Linked DNA regions of Sus scrofa: region 2 is linked to region 1. Evidence: chromatin contacts called from public HiChIP or PLAC-seq data. All regions are on one chromosome and are shown on one strand. Each heading gives the region's core, a stretch centred on a gene start, on an enhancer-like site or on the middle of the called end of the contact. The rest is flanking DNA. Distances are from core to core; before and after follow the strand shown.

What was found. HiChIP or PLAC-seq counts read pairs in DNA pulled down with a chosen protein or histone mark.
Region 2: a contact with region 1 is called in an H3K27ac HiChIP or PLAC-seq map of skeletal muscle, with 4 times the contacts expected there. The contact joins two enhancer-like sites. A contact is called at or near these places in 5 of 47 Hi-C or Micro-C datasets (embryonic fibroblasts, heart right ventricle, liver and 2 more) and 1 of 2 datasets of contacts at active chromatin or transcription factors (skeletal muscle).

What each region holds. Positions count from the first base shown.
Region 1 is chr6:144,865,118-144,871,856 of Sscrofa11.1, forward strand. The region is part of intron 2 of GNG12 (guanine nucleotide binding protein (G protein), gamma 12); the gene reads left to right. Among named protein-coding and RNA genes, the nearest start is that of GADD45A, 76 kb to the right of the region's middle. Within about 2 kb of position 4,179, at least 44 of the 83 cell types and tissues checked have an H3K27ac peak or open chromatin away from gene starts, as enhancers often do. A contact at or near this core is called in skeletal muscle, where this site is marked.
Region 2 is chr6:145,015,787-145,021,930 of Sscrofa11.1, forward strand. No RefSeq gene overlaps it. Among named protein-coding and RNA genes, the nearest start is that of GADD45A, 75 kb to the left of the region's middle. Within about 2 kb of position 2,120, at least 19 of the 83 cell types and tissues checked have an H3K27ac peak or open chromatin away from gene starts, as enhancers often do. A contact at or near this core is called in skeletal muscle, where this site is marked.

The DNA of each region.
Region 1 (6,739 bases), core at 2,929-5,428:
GTCATTAACCTGACATCTCTGTTGCGCCGTGTTAAATGCTGATTTGGGTTAGAAAGGCAGCCGTGAACTCTAAAGGATGGGGAGAGGTGCATTTAGTACGTGAGTTTATTAGCATGCGCTATTCGAGAGAGGTTCCTGTTTGCTTGCTGTTATGGTTTGGCTCTTCTCCAGTATTCACAGGAGGACCTTTATACCAGTCTTGCTCTTCATGCTGGAAAATCAATTAGGTGTATCTTTGGGGGATGCTCTTGAATGGAAACAAGGGCCAAGGTATGGCTTGTATGGTTACCTGTGTTTAGGGAATATTATAGGGAGCAGTGCAATAGCAGGTATTTGGTACAGCTCCTTTTTTTTTTTTTTTTTTTTTTTGGTCTTTTGTCTTTTTGGGGCTGCACCCATGGCATATGGAGGTTCCCAGGCTAGGGGTCTCACCGGAGCTACAGCTTCCAGCCTATGCCAGAGCCATAGCAATGCCAGATCTGAGCCACGTCTGCGACCTACACCGCAGCTCATGGCAACAGCGGATCCTCGACCCCCTGAGCGAGACCGGGAATCGAACCCGCAACCTCATGGTTCCTAGTCAGATTTGTTTCTGCTGCACCACGATGGGAACTCCGGTGCTTGTACTTTTGTACACATGGTCCCAGACACTGCCTCCCTGACCTGTTGGAAGGCCGCATCCTGGACAGTGGATAGTGCTTCCCCAGACCACACGGCTATCTACACAAAAATATAAATGGCCAGTCTTCGAGGCCATGATTTTTACTCCAGGTCTTTTTCGGAAATAGACTATGAATGCATGTATAGGAGGGTGTATGTATGTGTGGTTGGGAAATTCCAGGTAACCTAGATGATAGTTAAACACTGTTGAAAAAATATTTTAATAAAAAGCAAAAGCAGAAGGGCATGCATCTTTTTTTTTTAATGATCAAAAATAATTCCTTCCCTCTTAATGTTATTTTTTAAGTATCTAGTGTATAGATTATTGCCTGATGCTACGCAAAGTGTTGTAAAATAGGAAATACATCCGATAAGGGGGAGGGGTGCAGTCCGCACAAGTCAGTGATGCTGTAGCTGAGTCATTAAACTGAAAGAACTGAAATTTATTCTGCGCATGTACTTGCCAGTCTAACATGTGTCCAAGGCAAATGGCATGGCTCAGTGAGAAGGATTGTAAATATGTGTAGCATATTCTGAGAAGCGAGTGGACCTAGAAACCCAACCCCCAGTGATACCACCGTTTCTATGGGAAAATATGCCCCTTAAGCGCCTTCTTTGAAACCACCTTTTGAAACCCTGCCGATTTATAAGTTGGGGGTTAATGATATGAAGCGATCACCTACTGATCTGTAGAATTCTCAGCCTGAGTCCATCATCAGGCATTTATTGAGTAACTCCTGGGTGGATTACACCCTGATAAGCATGGCAGGGTGAAACAAAAGAAATAAAGGAGCGTTTCTGCCCTCAAGAAGCTTGTACCCAGCCGGAGAGGAGAAAGCATGCCTGCAGAGCAACCTGAGAGCATTCCCAGTGCCTGAGCTACAAAGCTCGGGTCCTGAGGGCAGCAGCCTCAAGGAGGGGAGCTTGTCGCTCTTCACTTGTCATCCCCAGAGGCACACCAAAGACTCTCCAATTCTTCCCGGAGAGCCTCGCACGCACAAGCGTGAAGCCACGGCTGCAGTGAATGTCATATGACTCCCAGATGCTGAGCAATTGGAAACCACAACTGGCATGTGCCATTACCTTATTAGGAAGGGTTCGGGCTTCTCTTTTTCTCCCCCTACTTTTTCTTTCTTTCCTTTCTTTCCTTCCTTCCTTCCTTTCTTCTCCCCACCCACCCCCCAGCCCCCCACACCTTAAAGGTAGGCTCTTGGCAATCTGGATAATGGTGTATCCCCTGTGCCCCAAATTCCAGCTCCAAAGCACACCCTGGTGAATATGGCTTTCTGAGATGTGGAGCCTGACTTTATGTTCTGTGTCATTTTCTGGGAGTGTCTAGACACGAGACAGACCTTAACCAGTGACTCGGGATGGCACGCAGGCTCCTTGCCTTATTTGTAAGGCAGAGCTGCTGCTTTTCATTGAGCTCAAGCCTTGAGGTCACCAAAAGGGAGAAGGGACATGGGGGGAGGGAGCAAATTGGCTGTAAAATTCCTGAGTCTGGGGCTGTGCTACAGGCCCCTGGGAATGCTGACAGCCTGTGGAGAGGGGAATGTGGCTGGGGCTGGGCTGCCAGGTAAGGCCTCCAGATCAACCACTGTGTCCTGATTGGAAATGCCTTAAACACAGGCTCTTTGCTCCATTCTGTACATTGCCTCTGAGAAGTACAGAGGGTACTTCCCCGGGGCTGAGTCAGCAAATACTTGCACCCGAGGCTTCCATATGATGCTGTTCTTTAGCTTCCTGGTTACTCCTGAGGCTGTAGGGGAAGGAGGGGGGGCACGCCTATCCAGAGGGTTTAAATAACAATAATAATGCAAACTTTCATGGAGCATTTACTGTGGTCACCAATTGGAAATGCTTCATAGGCTTGTCTCATTCAAATCTCTCTCAGCCCTTTGCAAGGTTTTTACATAATTATCTCCATTTGGCAGATGAGAAAACTGAGGCTTAAGAAGGGCAGGTAACCTAGCCACTGCTAGTAGGTGACAAAACTGAGCTGCAGACTCAGATGTGTCTGCCCTCACATGGAATTGCCAGATGGCTCTGCCTCTGGAACAACTTTTTTTTTTCTTTGTCTTTTTGTCTTTTTGCCATTTCTAGGGCCGCTCCAGCGGCATATGGAGGTTCCCAGGCTAGGGGTCCAATTGGAGCTGTAGCCGCCAGCCTACGTCAGAGGCACAGCAACGCAGGATCCGAGCCACGTCTGCAACCTACACCACAGCTCACAGCAACGCCGGATCCTCAACCCACTGAGCAAGGGCAGGGATCGAACCCTCAACCTCATGGTTCCTAGTCGGATTCGCTAACCACTGAGCCACGATGGGAACTCCTGGAACAACTTTTTACCTACAGTTTCTCACAGAGCTTTCTTCAACTTAATTCTGCATTATTGGGCAAGGAGAGGAACTCCCCCACCGCCCGGCAGTGAGAAGAGGGAGGGGGCTTGGAAAAATAAGTCGAGATGAATTCATTTTGAAAAAAGGAGGATTTGAGAGGGAAGTGCCCCGTTCGTCTACAGAAAGGAAGAGGCTCTCCTGGACGCTGTGTGAGGGAAGAATGCGTGGAAATGAGTGGGAGAAACAGAAAGTAAACCAGGGCAGGGCAGGATCCAATAGAAGGAAATGGGAGAGTCAGCAAAGAAAGGGGCAGTTCCTGCCTCCGAACTCAGCGCGTTAATGATCAGCGGCTCCGCAAACGCTTCAGTCCTCGCGTGCCCTCCGCGGTATGCAGAACTCCCTCCTTGGGGCGTAGGGGGTGGTTGCTCTCCCCAAAAACAAAACCATGACATTTAATTCTGAGTTTCTGCAGGGACTGGATGAAGTCACCACTGGAAAAACAAGAATGGCAGCGCATGTTAATTCTTTCAGGAGCCCTCAGAGGGTGCAAATAAGACACTGCCACCCCCGGGGAGAGCCTGCGGCCCTTCCTCCACCCTCTCTCCTGGCTGCCCCCTCCCCCCCAGCTTCCTGCCCCCTTCTCGATGCCTCCATTGACGATCTCACATCCCTTGTGTTTCTCTGAAGAAAAAAAAAAAAAAAAATGTATAAAGGAGATTTTTGTAAAGCCAACTCTGTCTTCCCAGACGCCCCTGGTATCTTTGCTGGCCCTCTCTGACTTTCCTGTGAGATTGATCTCTGATTGGCCGCCTGCCTCCTCGCACTGCTTTCTCTGTCACCAGCATCTAAAAAGCCCGGGATCTCTTTATTGATCTTAAACCAAACTCTTAACTACCCAGGATTTCCCTTCTTCAGCAGAACTCTTTTGCAAACGGAAGAGCCCTTTACAAAGCAAATCGTGATCCCCTTTGCAGGACGACTTTTTTTCTTTTTTGTCCTCCCTAAAATGGAAAACACTCTCTGATCCCTGCCCTCCCTCTCTCCACCCCCCTCCCCCTGCATGCAGACTAAGAGTCTCTGGTTTTAATATAGCCAGTTCTGTAATTATTTGTCTTCTTTGCAGATTAGGAGACTGAAACATTGCAGCCACTCACCGCAGGTTCCCACTTGGCCCCAGTGAATAGAGCAACGCCCCACCATCCTTCTCCCCGTGGCCAGCAGCCTCAAGTCCCACAATATCTCTGCCTTGGCACGGGGAGCTGACATTGTTCGCATAGCGTACATTCCTGGACAATGGATCTATCCAATTTAACCTTCAGAGCACCCCCATCGGTTTGTGGGTGTCTGTTCCGGGGAGAGGAGGAGAGACAGTTCACACATGGTGCTACCCACACACGCCAGAATTCCAAATCTTGGTCCGCAAGAGATTAGCTGAAAACTGTGACACTCAAATGCACTGGGGAAGTCAATTGTTTGATGCAGTTCAGTTTTTTTTGTCAGGAAACAGATAGCGCTGGTACTGGCTTCTTTATAAATGCTCCCCACTCACTCCCCTCCCATTATATGACAGCCTTTTAAAAATAGCCCCATTTCATGTGGAATGAATCTTCATTCATTAAGATGCTATAATAACACCATCGTTCTTGAGATACTTTCTGGTTATGAGTGGTGCCTAATCAGGGAAACGTTAAAACTCTTTTCTCAAAGACCACGTCTTGTATCACCCAACACCGAGAAGAGTCTTTGTGTTTTTAAAGCTACATTTTTGCCGTTTTGTGTGTATGAAGTTGGGTTCCAGAAATGACCCCAGGAAAAATATAAATTAAAACTCACCAGTTTTTCTTCCACTTCTTTTGAGTGAATTATCCTCTCTTCCCCTCCCCCCCCCCGCCCCACAACCCCAGCCTCCAAAATCTTTTAAAATATGTTATTGGTTTGAGGGATGTCTAGCTGCCTTTTGCTTTCAAACTGAAGTTAAAGCTTTCAACATCCTTGTCACCCTCCTTTTATCTCCTTTCACCTCTCCCTGTGTCTAAGACGATGAACATTTTAGAACTTTGAAATCAAAATAAAATTGCAACGTCCCTGAGTTACTTACTGGTGCTCAGTAGGGCTTAAGCATGATTTTTTGCACATAATTTAAAAATCAAAACACCAACTGGCGGATTTAAGCCAAACCCCCCTATTTTTAGAACAGCATTAAAAAAAAAAAGGCAGATTTTATTTTCAGCCACACAGCCAAAGAGTAACGAAGGAGGAGGTTCCTGGGCATTCCTCCATCCCTCAGGGCAGAGCTGGAGTGACCGTCTCCTTGCTGAGAAGCTGCCCCTCTCCGGATCCTCCCCGGGGAACAAGCCACTTCCCAGCCTGGGTCCAATTGGTGACTGGGGGGAAAAAAGGATGTTGCAGGCTTAATTTTTAAAAACAAATCAAACCAAGAAAAAAAAATAGTGTTTTGTAACTTTCCCTTTAGTTCTGACAGATTTGTGTGATCCTTCAGCTTGGAGGTAAAGTGGGACTTCTTTAAATTAAGAACAGAGAAGAAAAGTTTCCTTATGTATCCTTACAATTATACCTTTGTCACCTGGTAGTTTATAGGGGAGTCAATTTTTTTTTAAAAGGACAAGGCTCTATCCTTTAATTATCCCAGTTGGTATTCAGCTTTAGAAAGTCAGCGTACCTGCTGAGTATGTTAATTTAACCACTTTGAGTATCTTAACTCTGCCGGTCTCCCACCCAGGCCACCTCCCCAAAGAATTCAGAGGAGTCTGTGATGTGTGAGAGCTTTGTACCTGCATATCAGGAAGATATTTCTGTCTCTGAGTACTTTGGCTTTAATTAAAATCTTTAGGTCAGTCTTGTTTTGCTCCTCCTACAACTTCAAAGTCATTTATTCATTGATTCATGCATTCCTACTTTCTGCTAATTCAGTCAAATAGTTTTTAAGTGCTTACTTTTCACTCACTAGGGAATATAGACAGAAACATCCTGCCTTCAGGGACCTTAGATTCTAGAGGGACCCACAGAGAAAGAAGGGGGGGTTATTCCAGATCATAGTAAGTCATAGAATTGTTGCCACAAATATTTGTTAAGGGTCCACCTACTATCCAGAAATAGATGTTCTTATAGAACTGTCTTTGGCAGGGGGCTTCAAATTCATTTTCTTATTGGTCTGTAACTCTGTGAAATACTGGGCCGGGGTTGGGGAGGGTTCCATTTTCTTCTTCTTGGAGGAGAGGAAATTGAAATTCAGAGAAATGAAGCTCACTCAATATCAAAAGTTAGACAGTTCTGGAGTTCCCGTTGTGGCTCATCGGAAACGAATGTGATTAGTATCTGTGAGGACGAAGGTTCAATCCCTGACCTCACTCAGTGGGTTAAGGATCTGGCCTGGCTGTGAGTTGGGGTGTAGGTTGCAGGCGAGGCTCAGAATGGCGTAGGCCAGCAGCTATAGCTCCAATTTGAGCCCTAGCCTGAGAACGTCCATGTGCCAAAGGTGCGGCCCCAGAAAGACAAAAGAAAAAGAAAAAAAAAAAAAAGTTATACAGTTCCTATGTGGGAGAACCAAAACCCAAGACATTTGGACCCATTTCTGTCCTCTCTCCCCTGTGCCATGTCACCTCGTCTCAACAGAGCTAGCAGCTTTTACGTGGGAGAACCAAGGCCCAGAAAAATGAAATTCCTTCTCCAAGTGGCACAGCTAATTCAAGTCCAATCTGGGATGAAAGCCCCAGACTTTA
Region 2 (6,144 bases), core at 870-3,369, 150 kb after region 1:
TAGGCCTCACTTATTTTTCATGTTCTAACATCCTAGCACACTACCTGAAAAGAGTAGGTACAGGTTATCATCTATTGCTGCCTAACAAATTCCCTCGACACTTAGCAGCCTAAAGCCACAACACTGATTCCCTCAGTTTCTGCGGGTGGGTAGGAAGCCAGGGGCAGGTGCAGTTGAGTTGGGTGACTGTGGTCCCGAGTCTCTCACGAGGAAGCCATCAAGGTGTTCATTGGGCAGTCATCTCAAGGGTTAATGCAGGAGGCTCTGACTTCCAAGCTTGCTCATGAGGCTGTTGGCAGGCCTGGGAAAATTGACTTCCAAGCTCAGCCACGTGGCTGCTGGCAGCCTTGAGGTCCCTCATGGCTGAGGACTGAACACACTGTCCCTTTGCCACTTGAGGCTCTCCATAGAGTTACTGCAAACATGGCAGCTGGATTCCCCCAGGGTCATGGCTCAGAGAGACAGAGCCAGACAGAGCGTTCATTCGAGAACGTGAGCAAGAAGGGAATCACTTAGTCACCATCTCTTTGTAACCTGAACTCAGACACCACATTCCATCACTGTGCTGGGTTCTGTTAGAGGCAAGTCACTGGGTCAGGCCACCCTCAAGGGGAGGGGGCCGAACAAAACATGGGTACCAGGAGGTATCAGGCCGTCTTCGAGGCTGCTGACCATAGCGTTCAATACACGTCTTGAACAAATGGATGAATCGCTCTAGACGGAAGGAGTCTGTCCTTTCCTGAAGATCCACAACATGCAAATGCTTTATGAATGAACACGGCACAGCGGGTATGACGTTTTAGCTGAGCGGGTACCCATCCGCATCCACACAGCATGTGGATTGTAAGAACGGCATAAACCCTGTGCCAATATACGGCTGGCATGCAATAAATAATGATTGATTGGGTGAATAAGGGCAAGAAAGGGTGACAGAGACTAGTATGCACCCATCGGTGTTAGTTCTTCCGTAAAGGACCTGTCTTCCTCTTAGGCGCATGGATGCTCCCCCAGAGATGACATTTCCCCATGTCCCTCACACCTCGACGTGGCCAGGTGCCCAGTTTCGGGTTAGTGGGATGTGAGCGGAACGCCGGGGGAGCACTTTTCTTTCTTTCTCCCTCCTACCTCCCAACTGGGAGACGGAGGTCTGGGTGTGGTCCTAAGAAAATATAAACACTGAAGACGACTGACCCCCTATCCGACAAGCTCCCTCTGGACTAGTACCTGATGCAGAACTGAACTTTTATCTTATGAAAGCCGTGCACTTTAGGGGGCTTGCTGTTCTATCAGCATAAAGGTATACCTGCGTGGTACAACCAAAAAAAGAGGCATTCCTGCTGTGGCACAGTGGGTTAAGGATCTGGCATTGCTGAGGCTGAAGTGTCGATTGCAACGGCAGCTCGGATTCCATCCCTGGCCTGGGAACTTCCATTTCCTCCAGTGTGGCCAAAAAAAAGAAAAAAAAAATCCAAAAAAAAAAGTTTCCCACCACACCTTCCCCTACCCCAGTGCTTTAAGGCCATTCTAGGAGCTCCACGCTATTTGTTAGATCAAGTTGTGCCTAAAGACCCACTGGGCTGTGATGGTGAAAAAGAGAGGGGTATTGCAGTCACTACCTTGCCCCTCAGTCAGGCAAGCAAAAGCTTCTTCTTGGGTCAACTCCTATAAAATTCATGGCTATGAAGCTCCTCAGAGAAGCAGCCACAGCCGCGTGGAGTGGCCTGCACTTTCAAAGGTCAGGGGCAGAAAGCCAGCTGGGAGAGGCTTACGTCAGAATGGATTCTTCTCAAGGAAAACCTGTCCAGATTGAGGTTTCCTCACAGGATGTTGATCTCTTTTCCCAAAAAGGAGAAGAGTTCTCAGCACGGTCCCTGCAAAGGGCCAGGCCAGCAGCCCCTCCAAATCCCTGCAGCCGTCAAAGGCAGGTGTCCCACTGGGCGGCAGAGGCCACCGTCAGCCTTGTTCCCCACTCCCCTCCTCTTGCAGAGCCAGCCAGCTCTCCGATCCCGAGGAGCAGGGCCTCTGCCTTCATCTGGAGCTGGAAGGGATCCACGGCCTCTAACGGAATGTTTCTGTTCTGTTTGTGTTCTTTTACAATATATGGACAGAAGGCTCCAACCAACACCCTCCGCAGATGCCAAAATAAAATGCTCACCTAGCCAAATCATCTCTGCTGAGGCTGGCTCAAGGAGATGACAAAACCTTGTTAAAATACAGGAAGGGGAGAGGAAGGAAGTGGGATCAGCTTTTCTTGCCTGGATTGAAAACCTTTTAATAAGACCGCTATGTGCTAAGCATAGAGTAATTTGAAGATATTTCTCTTTTATGGGGAGGCGAATTGGAGAGGCCAGAAGAGGAAGCAGGGGTGCGGAACTCCAGTTGGAAGTCTAGAGACTCAGTTGCCTTGGAGTGTGAGGAAGTTTTAAAGCCCCTATGATTCCTGGGCCTTCAAGAAGCGTTCAGGATACCGAAGAGGACAGCCGTGTCCCTTACCAGTGGTGACCCCAGGTGGGAAATGTTTTCATGCTGCTGTTCTTAGAGGAAGGAGACAGTCAATCTCAAGGAAAGGATGGTTTCATGGAAGGGGACTAAGGGAACTCACACTTGAAGGGTGATGAAGGTTTTCCAGGCGGTCACTGGCACGCAGGGGAGGGCCCATCAGGCAGAGAGATGTCTCGGCCACACTCCAGAGGTCTGAGAGTACAGGCTATGTTTCTGGCATTCCTAGTGAGCTAAGAAGGTAGAATCATAGGGCACCTGAATTAAGTCTTTGATAAGAAAGAGTAGAGAGGGGGAGTTCCCATTGTGGCGCAGCAGAAACGAATCCAACTAGGAACCATGAGGTTGAGGGTTTGATCCCTGGCCTCACTCAGTGGGTTAAGGATCTGGCGTTGCCATGAGCTATGGTGTAGGTCGCAGACGGGGCTCAATCTGGCATTTCTACGGCTGTGGTGTAGGCCGGCAGCCTCAGCTCCGATTCAACCCCAGCCTGGGAACCTCCATATGCCACGCGTGCGGCCCTACAAAGCAAAACAAAACAAAACAAAACAAAACAACGAAAGAAAGAAAGAAAGAAAGGGAGTTCCTGCTGTGGCTCAGTGGGTTAAGAACCCGATATCTTGTTCCTGAGGATGCCGGTTCCATCCCTGGCCTCACTCAGTGAGTTAAGAATACAGTGTCGCAGATACAGCTTGGATTCCACATTGCTGTGGCTGTGGCTGTGGCGTGGGCAGGCAGCTGCAGCTCCAATTCGACCCCCAGCCTGGGAACTTCCATATGTCTCATATGCAGCCCTAAAAAAGAAAAAGCAAAACAAAACAAAAATATGGCAGAATGCCCTGGTGGCTCAGCAGGTTAAGGATCCAGCGTTGTCTACTACTTTGGCTCAGGTCGCTGCTGTGGTGCAGGTTTAATTCCTGGCCCAGGAACTTCTGCATAGTGCAGGTGTGGTCAAGGAAAAAAAAAATATATGGAGAAAAAATAGTGCAAAGGAGATGGGAGGAGACGAAGAAGGGTTAATAGAGCAGACAGAAAAGACAGAATTCTTCCCTAGAATCCAGCTATAACAGGAGCATACGCTTCAGCAAAATGATTGGATAACTTGGTGGTTTAAGTCACAAGCTCTTGAGTCAGCCACTGAATTAGTGTCCCAGGGCTGCCGTAACAAATACCACACACTGGGTGGCTTCACCATCAGAAACTTATTGTCTCGCGGTTCCGGAGGCTAGAAGTCCAAGATCAAAGCGTTGGCAGGCTTGGTTGCTTTTCAGGCCTGTGAGGGAAGGATCTGTTCCATTCCCCTTGCCCAGCTTCTGGTGGTTGGATGGTAATCTTTGGGGCTTGTCAATGCACTGCCCTGCTCTCTGCCTGCACTGTCACGTGACCCTTTCTGCGTGACCATGCGTATGTCTGTGTCTAACTGTCCCCTTGGCAAGGACACGGGTCCTCATTTGGATCAGACCCACCCTAATGACCTCATTTTAACTTGATGACCTCTGTAGAGACCCTCTCTCCAAATGTGCTCACATTCACAGGTACCAGGAGCCAGGATTTCTACCTCTGTAGGGGGAGGGGCACACAATGTAGCCTCTCAGAGACATCTAGGTTTGAATCCCAATTTGGCCACCTCGCTGGCTGTGTGGTCTTCAGAAACTCTCATTAGCCCCAGGAAGCCGTGTAAAACGGGATAGAAACACCCTCAGTGCAAGGATTAGCACAAAGCAAGCGGCTGAGCAGCATCTGCGGTCACTACCGCACGCACTAGAGAACCATGTATGGAAGGCAAGCCCTGGCATCAGTTCTATTTCAGGAATGGAGACCACGGGGCCACTACCAGGCCCCTGTTTTACTCAATCCTTTCCCCCCACCTTCAGTGCCTCGCCTGGCACCTAGAATCTTAAGGGTTCAGTAAACACTTCGTGCAGTTTATGACTATAACTCAATTTAAATTTTGAGCCATGACACCCCCAGGGTGATGGCAATTGAAATGAATCAATGTGAGGTTTCCTTTCTTTTTCCTGGGATTTCGGCTATCAGGGAATCTTGTGTCTGGACTCAGAACAGAGGCATGAGACCCGGTTCTTTTTTTTTTTTTTTTTTTTTTTTTTTTTTTGCTTTTTTTGGGGGCTGCGCCAGTGGCATATGGAAGTTCCCTGGCTAGGGGTTGAATCAGAGCTATAGTCCCCGGCCTACACCACAGCCCCAGCAACACCAGATCTGAGCTGCGTCTGCAACCTACACCACAGCTCATGGCAACACCAGATCCTTAACCCACTGAGCAAAGGCTAGGGATCAAACCTGCATCTTCATGGTTACTAGTCAAATTTGTGGGAGTTCCCATTGTGGCGCAGTGGTTAACAAATCCAACTAGGAACCATGAGGTTCGATCCCCGGCCTTGCTCAGTGGGTTAAGGATCCAGCGTTGCCGTGAGCTGTGGTGTAGGTCGCAGACAAGGCTTGGACCCTGCGTTGCTGTGGCTGTGGTGTAGGCCAGCAGCTACAGCTCTGATTAAGCCCCTAGCCTGGGAACCTCCATATGCCAAGGGAGCGGCCCTAGAAAAGGTAAAAAGATTAAAAAAAAAAAAAAAAATTTTGTTGCCACTGAGCCATGTTGGGAACACCCAGGAGCCAGTTCTTGCTTCACTAGTCCACCAGGGCTCTGAAGAGACCCCATTGTCCTGAGTGGTCCTGGCAGTAGTCCCCGGGGGTTCCCATCTAAACACCCCCTGGGGTCTGGTGGGGTCCCTATCACCCCCACGCCTGGCTTGCATGTTCCCTCCACACCAGCCCAGGACTTGAAAATCTCCCTGAGTCTTTCTGAGGCTTCATCTCTGCAGCCACTCCCTCCGGGGTCTCCATTTCCCCCAGAGCTCTCCCCCGCTGGCTCTGGGCTCCCCAAAGCTTTCTGAGGACCTGCAGCTTCCCCAGACCCCTCACGCTGGGACCATCCCACCCCAGGCCTCCTTAACTTCCCCCTCTACCTTCCCAAAGTCAGCGGGATTGAGGACTCGTTTCTCTCACTTCACTGCACTTTCCCCAGACATTTCAGGGATACCCTGATCTTCTCTGCTCACTTAAGAACAGAAGGTTTTAAAAAGCAAAGCCAGGGGGAGACCTACAGCTTTCCTCCCTCTGCCCCTGATGCCCACCCTCCCAAGCATGGACCCAGAGCAGTCTGTTGACTCAAGGGGGAAATACCAGGAAAGGAAAAAGAAAATAAGTTAATATTTAAAAAATATTATCCCAGCTTGTTTTGGTGAATAAATAAATGAATACATGGCACTGGCCCAGGGTGCTCAGGGGAGATCCTGAGCCAGCATCCTGAAAAAAAAAAAAAAAAAAACCTCTCTCCTGAGGCTCCACTAATGCCTCTGTCTCCAACAGGAGGGGCCGGAGCCCCCGCACCTTCCCACCCAAAAGGCTGAGCTCAGGGCTGAAGCAGCTATGGTTTGGGGGCTTCCTGGCCACGTGGCCTGGGTGGAATCTCAGGTTTATTCCCCTGTTCTCCCAAGTGTGGCCGGCGGTTCTAATGAGTACTTAGCCCTCTGCCTGGTATTAGTATGGTTAATATTTTACATGGCCAACCTCCGTGCCACCTGGAACCTGTTCTTACTTAGCCTAGGCAGCAAAGTGAACGTTTTGCCA